Linked DNA regions of Anser cygnoides: region 1 is linked to region 2. The links are chromatin contacts, called in public Hi-C maps. All regions are on one chromosome and are shown on one strand. Each heading gives the region's core, a stretch centred on a gene start, on an enhancer-like site or on the middle of the called end of the contact. The rest is flanking DNA. Distances are from core to core; before and after follow the strand shown.

Region 1 (6,316 bases), core at 1,846-4,345, 960 kb before region 2:
ACTGCAGAAGGACACAGAAAAATGGGGAACACCCAGAAACACAAGATTTGTCTTTGTATTTGATATTTTCATGATGAAAAAGCTGAAATGTCAATAAAATTAGTATGATTACTGCAGTGACATTTGGTATGTTTGAATTAGTATAGATATAGTAGCTGTGCAGTATATCAGCAAGGTAAGAGACATGGAACTGGATGGCAACTGCACATCCTGTATTCCTTGTATGACTAAATAAATGGCCTTTCAATTCCACAGAAACAGCCCCACCTAACCTGGGAACTCCAGATATACCTGTTCAAGAAGATTTGGTGAATAAAATAATTAAAATTGTTCAAATACCAGATGATACAAAATTTTTCTGTTCAGTAAAAGCAATGCTTTAAAGCCTAAAGTACCCTAAGTATTCAAAGGGGCAAATTTCACCTTCTCTACCTTTTGATCTGATAAGAATTTGTGTTTTTTTCTGATTGGGCTCTTCTCTGCATTGTTTTTAAGTGCTCTAGTCACAGCTCTAGAGGGGCACCTTGGACTCTAATTTTTAAATGCATTTAAGCACCTAAGTATCATTTTTGTTTTACAATCCTTCAGGCAAAGGAACTGTTTAAGAGAACCATTATAATGCCTTGATTTTAAGGGGACTATTGAATGGACCATTATTCTGACAGTCTCTTATGACTCGGCTACTGGCTCTTTAAATAAAACTCAAAAAAAATCACTAAACTAAAGCAAAGTAATAATACTCAAGCAAAACAATATTATAAATGCTCCAATGCAATTAAACAAAAATGAAACATTTTTAAGAGCCCACATCCAACATGGAAACTGAATCAGAAAAAAATGGTATGCTTATATGCTTAGGGAAACATTCACAGAAAGAGAGAGAAAGAGAGGGAAGGAGAGGGAAGGAGAGGGAAGGAGAGGGGGAAGGAGAGGGCGGGAAGGAGAGGGCGAGAAAGAAGTCCCATATGCTCAGGAATCATTATTACACAAATACTGAACAGCATGTAAAATGAACCTGAGGCCACTCCAGGTGCAATAAGAATGAAGAAAAGCTACCAAGAAAGGGAAATTACCAAAAAATCCTGGTTTTGCTTTTCATGAAAAGAAATTTTTGTTTCAAAAGCTTGTTATTTTTCAGGTTGACTCTACCTAATAATGTTATATTTCAAAGTTTATGAAAAATTTATCATGGAAACTAGAAAACTAGAAATTATTTTTTCCCCAATTACCATTTTTAAGCTTAAGTATATTTTTCCCAACCATCCTTTATCAAAATTACTTTTGAACTCAAAGTGTCACATACCCAGATACACTGGATAACATCAAATTTGCTGAGAAGATTTATCTGGGAAAAAAAAGAAAAAAAAAATCAGGCATTCAAAGATAGATTCGAGAACATTGCTCTTTGTATTGAAAAGCAACAATTAGGATGGCTATGTGGGAAAAGTAAAACTGGATTTCAATTTCTTCTTCTGCAAAACACTCTGAACTCATGCTGCCTTTTCCCTGGGAAGCAATTTAACCAGGCATTCAGGTGTAGCTGGTGTAGTATCAGCAAAAGTAATACCCGCAGCCAGGGGGGACGCAGGAGGAGACAGAAAGGAGGGGAAATGGTCAGCAGAGGAGCTGAACAGCAGTGATGGTTGTGCTGGGGATGAGCAGAACTTGTAAAACACAGTTCTTGGTAGAATTAAGGGCAGGATGAACGAGCCAGCTCAGGGCTAAGAAGCTTTGGGTGATTTGAGAAATAGGTAGAAAGATAGTAGGGCAAGAAGGTGCAGGGGTCTACAGAGATGGCAGGATTTGAAGGATTTGGCTCTGCAGTTCAATGAAACTCTCCCCCAGGCACCCTGGCACCGCTAACAGGAACCCTGGGTTGGGAGCAGGGACGGGAACAGAACTTTCCAACCCTTACACAGAACCGCCTCGTTTCAGCTATAAAAAATACAGTATTGCTAAGATTTGCCATGACCTTCCTTTCCTGGCATAACTGTATAAAAAATCTGTTGCGTGGGCATGGGACTTGGGGAGCAAGCAAACCGATTTCTCCCCTCTCACTGGAAGAGCAGGGCCCCTTCTCAGTTTCCTTTGCAGACGAGGGGGATGGCTCAGTACCACTGCCCCAGCGCACGTGGCTTGGCCAAGCCAAGCGACCACGCTAACTACGGGCAGCAAAAAGGCGGCAGCGACGTCCGCCTTGCATCCTCCACCCCGTGATCAGTGAGCCCTCCTGCCCACCCTCTGCTCAGCCCAGCGTCCTCCATTTCGCTCTCGCTCCGCGCCAGGTCGCTGGCCTGAGGAGGGCCTCTCCGTCCCTGGTTGTCGGTCACTCTTTCCTAGCGTCGCCACTCCTTCCCCCTCACAGTTATCTCACAGGGCAGGCTGCCAAAGGCATGGACCTCAGCCCCGAGGAGACGGTGGCCCCCGGGTGCTCCCCAAAGAGTGGCTGTGGGGATGGGATGGATCCGAGCCCTTCACCTCCATGCTTCTCTTAGACACCACTGAAATAAGACTTTTCACTGTTCTGTTCAACTACGTGCTTGTCCAGCTCCCTTTTTAATATATTTTCATCCATTAAAGAATATTGGTTGAAACAGAAAAGAGAAACCATTCCGGCCACTACAAACGCCCATTACTCGCGCTCCCCTGACGGCATGCCCAATGCCCTAGCAGATTCACCAGCTCAAAAGTTATTTTCATCAGTTAAAAGAAATACAAATGACCAAGCTGACGCGGTAAGAGTTCAGAGTCACCAGAGCTCCGACTCGGTGCGTGCGGTCATTTAGCCGTCCACCCGCGGCTCGGGCTCCCCGACCCCGGCAAGCAGCCACAGAGCTCTCTCACACCTCCTACCTCGCGCGTTTGGAGCCTCGGCCGACCCTCAGCGACCCCCCGGAGCCGCGGGCGGACCCTGGGGGCCGGCACGGCGCACATCGCCCCGCTCACCTGCGGGCCGGCCGGGCCGAGGGAGGCGCTGCCGGTGCGGCTGCCGCGGCGGCGCTGCCTGAGGGAGACTGCGGGGAGGCGGCGGCGCCCCGCCGCCCTGCTCGCCGGCTGCGTCAGAGGGCAGCAGCGCCCACTGCGCCGCTTAGTTTTGATTTCCCGCTTCGCTCGGCCCAGGGACGGAAAGTGAAACTTCGCGGAGCCGATCGCTGCTCTCCCTTCTCGCCGCCAGGGGCGGCCCCGCGGCGGGCAGAGCCGTGAGATGGCGGCGGCTCGCCGACCCCGGACCCGTAGGAGAAGCGGGGCCGAGCTGCGCGGACACCGGGCTGGGACGAGACCCTGCCGACCCGGGGCCCCTCCGCTACCTCCCCATGCCAGGCTGAGCCTGCTTCGGTTGGGAAAGAGTGGGTTTCAATGGCACGGGGAGAAACTGAACTCTGTAGAAAGCAAGCTGTTCATCGTCTGTGGCTGCTCCTCAGGAGGTGTGTGCTGCCTGCACTTACAGCGTTCCTCACCTCACAAAACTTGGTGTTTGTTAGCACGGTGTTTGCTTCTTGTAGCAGCAAAAGCAACAGGAAAGCCAAACTCTTGTCAAGGCACAGAAGCAAGAAATAGCTTGTTTAAAATAACCCCAAGTAAGTCTTAGAGTAACTTACAGTAACTGTCTTAGAAACTTAACCCACCCTCCAACCTAAAAGCTTCAGGAATTTACTGCTTATGTGGGCTATGGTCCACAGTAGGATAGCTGAATGGCAGCACTGTGGTAAACAAAAATACCCCAGCAAACCCCTGTGCCACGCGATGTCTGGTTTCAACAAGGCCAAGGATGTCCGAACCAGCAGAAGTGCTTGGGTGGCTGCTCCTCTGGTGTGTGTCGGGATTCCTGGCCTTCCTCTTTCTGGCTGTCAGCAGGACAAACGGAGGGGCACAGCATGCCCTGGAAGGGGGCTTTGCTTGTTGGAGGATGGCCATCAGCCCAGCTTTGCTCCACATGAGGATGCAGGAGAGTTTAGAGCTGAGTGATGCTGCCCTGCAGAGCTCTGCTGACTGGAGAAATGGTACAGGTGAAGCAGGGGATACTGCTATGCATGTGAAATAGATGCAGTCTCTGGGACCCCAGAAGTGAGAGTCCCCTTGCGATTTGGCAGGGCATACCTGCCTACCCTTTATCCAGGAGCTCCAGCAGGCTGAGACAGCTGGACAGTCTTCAGAGAGGGCCAAACCCTCAACCATGCCTCTATCTCCGCCTGTAAGATTGGGTTGGCAATCCCCATTCCAATGAGGTAAAAGGTGTTGCTACCTTCCACAGGCTACAGGGAGCTCCTGAAGGCCTCTGTCTCCCTTTCTTTGCTTCCTAGAACCTCACTGGTGTCTTTGGTATGCCCCTTTACCCCTCAGGAAAGCCCCTTCTTTGAGCTACTAACAAACTGAATTTGCATGTGCTGTGCAAAAGCCTTCAGCTGTTGTTTTACTAATTTACTAAATTCAGTGGATGTTACAGAAGAAGAGAGAGACAAAGAAGGGAAGGAAGGAAGAAAAGAGAGAAAGGAAGGAAGGAAAGAAAGAAATGGTGAGGAAAACCATGGCTTAATGTAGCCCTGCCTTGCAGGCTTCTTCCTGTGTAATAAAATATTTCACAGTTAGAGCCAGCACAGCTGCTGAGGAGTCAGAGCTCCTCAGCTATGGCAGCACTGGCAGTAAAAAGCTTCCTGACCCGCCACACAGACATATATGGGTAGCTGTAGAGGCTGCAGGCAGAAGATTACAAATGACTCAGCATCTTTCTTGTGGCCCAGGTGGAGCCTGTTGGGAATGATTTAGTGGTGTTCACTTTCTATTCCTAGCTTGCGTGGAGTCTGCCTGATAGTAAGGAGGAAGAGAGAAAGAAATGTGAAGCTATAAATTGCCTAGAGACAGGTAAACCACCTAAGCAGATTGCAGATTGACGCCAGAGGTTCAATAGGAGCTAGGTCTGACAGATCTGCATAAACCAGTGAGGAAGTGTGCAGGTGACATGGCTTTTGGTAATGATTCCTGTGGGATCCTGGGTACTAGATTAAGAGGGCATATGTCTTGTTTAAGAATATTTTAAGGTTTGCCTGTGGAATCTGGTTGTGACACTCCACTTCCAAAATGGGTATTGGGCAGAAATCTGAGCCTGGAAGATACTTTGAAAAAAGCTGCTTGCTTCTGATAACTGCCACAGAACTTCTACAGTAGATAAAATAATCCATAAAATAGATAATCAGGATGTGATTTAAAAAGCACTCAGGGAGTTAGGAACTCCACCCCCATTGTTTCAGAACACATGAAGTACTCTGCACTGGATCAGTAACTTCAAGTTCTTCATTGCATCAATTTCAGTAGTTTTTCAAGGAAGAGGGCAAGCACTTCCTCTGCCATTTTTCTTTGTCACTTTTTTTTTTGTCTTTAACTGTGTTTCATGTGCAAAATTTCCTGTTTCTGGTTTTGGTCCCAATTCAGGAAAGAACTTTGAGGAAAGCCATTTAAGAATCTAAATACCATCAGTTTGGGTTATACTTAATCATATTGTTTCAATTTAAGTACGTAAGCAAGTATATCATGAATAGGGATATTCTTCTAAACAGAGGCATTTCTGGTACTCCGTAAGTACCTAGTTTATTTTAATGATTTAGATAATTAAATGCATGCAATGCATATAGCACGTACAAGTTTTATGTGACATACTGCAAACTGTAACTGCCAACAGAAATAGAAATCACAGAATATCCTGAGCTGGAAGGGATCAATCTCTACATGAGGAAGATCACAGAATCACAGAATAGTTAAGGTTGGGAGGGACCTCTGGAGGTCATCTGGTCCAAACCTCCAGCTCAAACAATGCCACCCAGAGCAGAGATCACTCTGGATGGCCGCACAACCCGCTGGCACATTGACCATTCCTCCCAGTCTTGTGTCATCTGCAAATTTGCTAAGGGTACACTTTGTGTACAGTTCTGTTCAACATTTTCATTAATGATTTGGATGATGCTGCCATCCAGAGAGACCTGCCTTGGCAGGCAGGAGAAATGGGCTAACAGAAGCTCATCGAGTCCCACAGGGAGAAGTGCAGAGCCCTGCCCCTGGGCAGGAACAGCCCCAGGCACCAGGACGTGCTGGGGGCTGCCCAGCTGGAAAGCAGCTTGGCAGAAAAGGGCCTGGGGGTCCTGGTGGGCACCAATTGGACGTGAGCCAGCAACGTGCCCTTGGGTAACACTAAGCTGGGCTGCATTAGGGCAGAGCATTGCCGGGAGGTCAGGGAGGTGATCCTTCTCTACTCGGTATTGGTGAGGCCACACAGGGAGTCCTCTGTCTGCTGCTGGGCTACCCAGCATGAGACACATGGAGATAC
Region 2 (6,685 bases), core at 2,170-4,669:
CACCTGCAATAGCAGGTATTCAGTAGCATCAGTATCACAAGCATCTACCTATGGGAATTTTTGCAAGCAGCTACCAAATCCACAGAAAACTAGGGGGGATACTTAAAGCAGAAGACTTACCTTATTGCTCAAGTATTTTAGCTTTAAGGATCTGTGATTATAGAACCATTTGTATTGACTTCTAGAGAGCTACAACAGATGTGTTATAACACTGACTGTCTTTATTCACCCATGCTACATCTAAAAAAAGCTAGAAAATCCTTTATTGGAATCCTTAATAAGCACCAATGTTCTTCATTAACACGAAACATACATAAACATTTTTGCCAGCCAACAATATAATAACACAAATTTCCTTCATAAAGTAATACTGCAACAGCTACATGTATAGCAGCTGTTGCTACTAGATATACATGCATATAGCAGCATATATGCTATACTACTATAAATACATAGTAGGAATTCAGAGCTTCTTTTTTCAACAGTTAACTCTTAAAAAAAGATGATTTGGATGCAGAGCACGCTTTCACAAAAATATGCTTTGGTGCTAAGGACACATTCCCCTCCTCCCAAACTTGCTGCCCACTTCTATCACGCTGACCAGCCCCAGTGCTCCTTTGGGCTTACTACCACCTTCTTAACAGCAGCAACACAAGCACATCCTTCTGCTGACTCCATTTTTTTAATATGGCAAGAGCTACTATGCCAGGTGAGGTGTAAAAATGAGGTCTTGGCTTAATGTAATTACCTAATGGAACTTTTCATATTAGGAATTAATTAAATGAGGCCATCTTCTCTGTAGCTGGTTGGAAAATAACCCTTTTAGAGCTACAGGTGTTTGATTCTGCCAAATTAAACGGTGATTACCACAAAGATGTGGTTGGAAAGGTATTCTCTTAGGCAAGATATAAATACTGTTACGTGTTATTAACCTATGGGGCATAGCAGGTGTGTCCTAACCTCATTGGTATTTTGGTAGTTTGTCTGGTCAATCAGCAGTGTAAAGAATGAAGTTGATGGATCAAATCAGTTTATTAGGACAGCAATAAGGTAACAGAACAACTTAGCAAAATATGTGTCAAAGAAAGAAACACGCTTTTGGTAAAAACCCAGGTTCTTAGACACAGAAAAAAAAAAAAAGAAAAACAACAACAAAAAACTTCCACTGAAAATCATAATAAGTGATAGGTAATTATTTCATGCACAGCATGTATAATATCAGAACTTCAAAACCAACAATGCCAAAGAATACAATCCCATTTTTCTGTGGACTAACATTTTGCAGGAAATCTCAAGATGGTCTCACAAACTTCACCAGGGAGCAATGTTACAAACACAGATGTGCATGCTAATAGCTTACATGTGCTGGGGTTTATTTGGGGGCAGAGGGAGAGTTGTTTTGAATCTGAATGAAAGTAACCAGATTTAATTTTAATCTAGAGATGGATTTTTTGAATAACTGCACCAGATGAAACTAGGTAGTCACACCCTATGCTCATTAAGGAACTTTTAGGAAGTAATATGTTGCTAACAAAAAGACTGAAATTGCTTAAACCATTTAGGATTGGAGTTAAAAAGTGGTCCAAAAATACAACCAGAAATTTCAGCCTCTGGGCATGAGGGAAGTATTCAAGAGCTACCTTCTGAAAGCCTATAATAAATGTGGGCTAAAAAGACTACCTTTCTACTGTGCCTGGGAAGAGGTGCAGACAGGCTCCAGCATGAACCACTGGGTTCCCAGGTGTGAGGGGTACCGGGCTGCGGAGCTGCAAGCACGTCCCCAGCAGTATATGGAGCACGGGTAAGCAAGTGCTGCGGGATCAGCCTGGCTCCACAAGGGCTACCTGCTCTTCCCAGGAAGACGGCACACTGGAAAGCACCCTATGAAGATCCACTGGAAGATCCTCAGGTAGTTCTTGATGCAGAAGAGGAGCCTACCAATCCTACCTCAGCACCCTTCTTGCCAGCAGGGGGGCAGCAGAGTTGTTGCCAGACAGCGAGAAAGAATTATGGCAGCCTTGGGGAAGGAATAAAAAGGAAAAGGCAACTATTGTGCAATAACAACTCCAAGGGGGCTGGAGATGAGGAAGTGGAGCAAATGAAGTGCTCAACACTACATTTTCTCAAGTGAGTCCTGCTGTTTATTTTAAGAATTGCTGCTCAGAGGAAGGCCTGAATGTGAACAGACAGGAAAGCGGTCAGTCGAGGCTGTGATCACAGCAGCAACATGAAGGCTTGTTTTTCAATCAGTTCACTTCCCTGGTCTGACTGGTTCATGCTGTGGCCACAAACACACTCAGGCCAGTACCACACGGAGGTGCCAGAATAGCAGGAATGAATGGCTGGGACCTGGGACAGGGGTGGCGTATACCCAGCACTGACACCAAACACACTCACATGAAATCACACCCTCAATGTCGATAATTTGCTGTAGGAAGCAAGCCTTAGTTCTTACAATTGCATAGGTTCTTGAATGAGAAGCAAAGGCTTAACGTCTATTTGAAGAATCCTTGCAAAAAGGTTTGAACTAAGCATGTTTATGTTTATCCTTAAAAGAGACCTTAAGAACAGCATGCTGTGTGGATTTTGCCTTAAAAATAGTTTGGATGTTACCTACGCAAAAGCCCTTTTATACAATGGCAAAATCAAAGTTTTTTGTTTGTTTGTTTTAACAGAGTACTATCCAGGTGGGTGGGAGACAAAAATGTGACACTCTAATTATATACTTCATGAAATTATGACATTTTCAAAGCTAGAAAATGACTTTGTTTCATAAACAAGTTACAGCAAAATCATTCTAACTTTGATAGTTATTATGGACTACTGAATTACTGACTGTAAGCAAATAACTACAGCTTAAGGAATCAACCTTTTCAACCTGTGACATTTTTGCTAAAAAGTCCTTAGCTTTAGATGCGGTGAGAATTCACAGTCTTTCTCTATTTAACAAGATTTTGTTTCACTGGAAAATTTTTAAGTCCCCTATCAAGTGGTACCATAACGCATGCCAGAACTAATGGTTTTATTAATTACCTTTACTTCAGGTAAAATGAAAGGAGCAATTATGGCTCACTTACACAGCAAAACAGTTGGAACCAGCAGAAAGGACCACACAGTGCAACAAAATACACAAAGGCATGATCAGAAGCTTGACGGGTTTGCTGGCTCAAAGCGCAGGGCTGGGGAGCCGTCTGCCCAGCTATGTCAGAAAGTAATCCAGGAGGAAGGCAGTACCAAAAAAGCCACAAGCTGGATACTGAAAACAGCCAAAATTTTTGTCAGGCTTACTTCAAGATATTTAACCTCACAGGTGTTTTTGTTTGTTTGTTTGTTTTTTCCACAGAGTTCAAGGAAACAGAACCATCTCCAATCTTCATATGTCAAGAGAAGGGCACAGGAGATGCACTTGACCCAGTCAGGCTCTCTCTCTCACATGAAGAGGAATGTGGTTATGAGTGCCTGGAAACTGGTAACTGAAAACTATTTAAGAATGATAATTTAAAAAAAAAAATGTGCATCTGTACACTACTTGATCAATGTGAATTATCTTTCCCACTTACATATTTTTCTCTTTTTGCCATCCTACCCTGTTCCTTTCCAGACCAAGGACAACAGTTTCCCTCGTCTACCATAAGCCTATGCATTTTCCTTGTTGTTACAGGATAAGCCAGCTGGAGCTTTGTAATGGAACTGGTTAGAGCCTTTTTCTTGCCACATCTATACCAAAACCACCTGAAAACTTCCAAACTCCACAGCTGTGTTTCATTAGAGGCCCAGCTGAAACAAGGTGGCTTTAGAAAAGGCAAGCTAGGCGTGAGACCTTATTATAAGAGGGTATGTTAGGAGTTTTCTTCTCCCGCTGTATACTTGTCGGGCAAGCTGTAGGTCCTTGTTCTTAGGAAGACAATTTTCAGCAGCCTTTGGGGCTGCAGCAAAACCTACGCATTTTCTCCTGGGTCCCAGAGAACAACATTTTCTCCCTGTCCTCTCTGAGAACATGTCCGCTCCTGACTCCACTCAAGAGACTCGCTGTCCCTACATTACATACTGTGAATTCCCATACTGTGTATTCCCAGCTTGCTGCCTCTCAGTTCTCTTCTGTCCCCACTTTCACACTCTGGAAGTTTTTACATCTGGGCTGACCCAGTTGCTCTTGGAGCAGATGCCAGGGCTAGCTCACTCTAACCCACAACCTCCATCTGGCCTGGAGTGCAAAAGTGCCCTTTTAAACATGTCACATATGGGATACTGCAAACAAGCAAAATAGCATCCATTACATTGGCCTTTAGTATTTCAGGCTATCCTATCTCTGGAGGGAAATATGTTGCCCTACTGCTTCCAGGTACACATGGTGGTAACTCCTTCCAAAACTGCTACATGGGTCATGTGGTGAAAAAAATATTTGCTGTCGCAGCAGGTTCAGGCTGGACTCTTAAGCAAGTCCTTTAAGTATAAATGTACGTATTGAGCGTATCTGCACGCCACATAAAGCTGATATACCCGCTGTAAACTGTTGGCATCGATAGACTGATAATAAATGTGTACATTTGACAGGAAAATATGGTGACTAAACTCGTGGTCCTGTCCATCTGTTCCTCTGCAGCTTGTGTATCTCCGTGTCAGGGCACACTTGTTTATGTTTCCTCTGCTCATGTCATATGTATGTGTGTGTAAATATATATACATGTATATGTATATTTATTAAAAGGTTCCCCCCTCAGGCTAACGGGGCACCCCCCGTGACGAATCGAAGCGCTCGGCGCTCGATTGAGGCGGCTGTGGGCGGGAGGAGGAGGAGGGCGAGGGGAGCTCCGCTCGCTCCCCTCGGCGCTGGATTGGCTGCGCCTACGAGGAGCCCCTGTGTTGTTGTCGGGGGCAAGATGGCGGCGGCGGTGTCCGGGGCCGCCCTGCTGGGCAAGGGGCTGGACATCAGCCTGGCGGCGCTGCAGCAGCACGACCCCTACATCAGCAGCATCGTGGACGTGGCCAGCCAGGTGGCGCTCTACACCTTCGGGCACCGCGCCAACGAGTGGGTACGTCGGGGGCCGCTCCCCCCCCGCCCCGGGGAGGAGGGGGCGGGGCGAGAGAGAGCCACGCCCACTGGGGGTGGGGAGGCCCCGCCCCTCTCGCAGCGGAGGGGGGGATAGTGGGGGGGGGTGAGGGGGTGTCCGCCATGTTGAGGTGTGAGGGCTTTGTGAGGGACCCTGGGGTGCCCCAGCGGGCTCTGTGTGCATTAAAAGTGCTGCTGACGGGGAGGTGGCCCTGGGGGTCGTCTTGGTCTCCTTGAGGGGCGGTCAGCACCTGGCTCTTGGTTGAGCGCTGCGGGTTTGAAGGCTGGGTGCTGGCTGCCACCCATGTGCTGTGCCCTTACCTGGCTACATCCCGGCTGCTCCTGGGGTCTGGCAGCAGAGCAGCCCCACTGTTTAATCTTACATCATCCAGCCTTTATCCCGTCCGCATCTCCTCACGAAACTGGCCACCACAAACCCTGCTTGCTCACCACCATCCCATGGAGCTGTGGGGCTTGTTTCATGGCTTCACTGAGAGATGTAACACTGTCAGGGTTAGTAAAACAAAAAAAAAGGGGGCTTGCTTATGTTTGGCAAACCCTCGCTTGAACTTTTTTTGATGTCTTTTTATTCAGGAGAAGACAGATGTGGAGGGAACGCTGTTTGTTTACACAAGGTGAGAGTGTTACATTTTAACATCTGAAAGTAATCTGTGGATGTGGAAAAGCTAGCTGGGACGGAGCTTGGCTGAATGAAGGAAAATGCTCTGAATCACGTCATAGTCAAAGGTGAAAAGAAACTGACACTAGCAAAGACAAATGCAGGGAAGAAAACACACACAAGTAGGCATCACCATTTATGTGGTTAAGACTAAATCTTGATATGGGTGAACCGTAGAAATCTGCACAGCTATCTTAAATAGAACACGACATTTGCAGTTTTAAGGTGTCCAAACAAAAAAACAAATAGTGAAATAAATAACGATATTCCTTAAAGTAAAAGAATAGTAGAATTTCTGAAGTATTGTGCTCCATATGTAGGAGTTCACATTTCTTGTCTCTGATTACTAATTTTTTGTGTATATTTCATCCAGCACGCTGTGTTTTTTCAATGCTCGCTTTTTGCATGAGGTCTGGCTGTAACTTTTCAGAGCTTTTATTTGATCACTTACTCTACCATTTACCTCTGTTGTAAAGCATGCCCTATGTTTGGGTTTCCGAGGTAGTACCCTAGCATTTCCATGTCACTAAAATTAAAATCAGAAAAAGACTTGATGAGCAGATCATGCACTAGCTGCTCGGATGGGACACTGAAGTAGAAATTTTATCCTTCAATGTTCGTGCTTTTGAGGATCCAGTGAGAGAACTGACAAAGCAGAAGATTGTTTTCAGTGGTCAAGAGGCATGTGTGAAGTGAAGTGACAAATGGACAGGGAGGCCCAAGAGACTGTGAGCTTTGTGTGAAGTAGGAAAGCCAGTTTTAATATTTTTGAGCTCTTTTGTGCCAGCAGTCGAAATAATCATCAATAACTTTTCTAAGCTTCTCTTAGGTAAGCGGAAAAGAATGGAAAGGTGAGATAAGATGCTGTTACAATTACCACTACAAAATTAAAGAACTGGCCCCTGGCTGTGCTAGCAGTAGGCAGAGGTAGCTAGTTCCGTGCTGCAAAACAGAGG

The links. A called contact is a pair of places that touch in the nucleus more often than the background predicts.
Region 1: a contact with region 2 is called in a Hi-C map of liver, with 7 times the contacts expected there. The contact joins the promoter of USP18 here to the promoter of DCP1B in region 2. A contact is called at or near these places in 2 of 7 Hi-C or Micro-C datasets (both in liver).

The regions. Positions count from the first base shown.
Region 1 is chr1:67,285,449-67,291,764 of Taihu_goose_T2T_genome, reverse strand. It overlaps USP18 (ubiquitin specific peptidase 18), which reads right to left and starts at 3,095. Exons shown (of 12, transcript XM_048047318.2): 1 at 2,854-3,095; 2 at 1,304-1,345; 3 at 1. The coding sequence starts at 2,934.
Region 2 is chr1:66,324,759-66,331,443 of Taihu_goose_T2T_genome, reverse strand. It overlaps DCP1B (decapping mRNA 1B), which reads left to right and starts at 3,419. Exons shown (of 10, transcript XM_048049091.2): 1 at 3,419-3,469; 2 at 4,722-5,033; 3 at 5,645-5,685. The coding sequence starts at 3,434. The region is part of intron 1 of CACNA1C (calcium voltage-gated channel subunit alpha1 C); the gene reads right to left.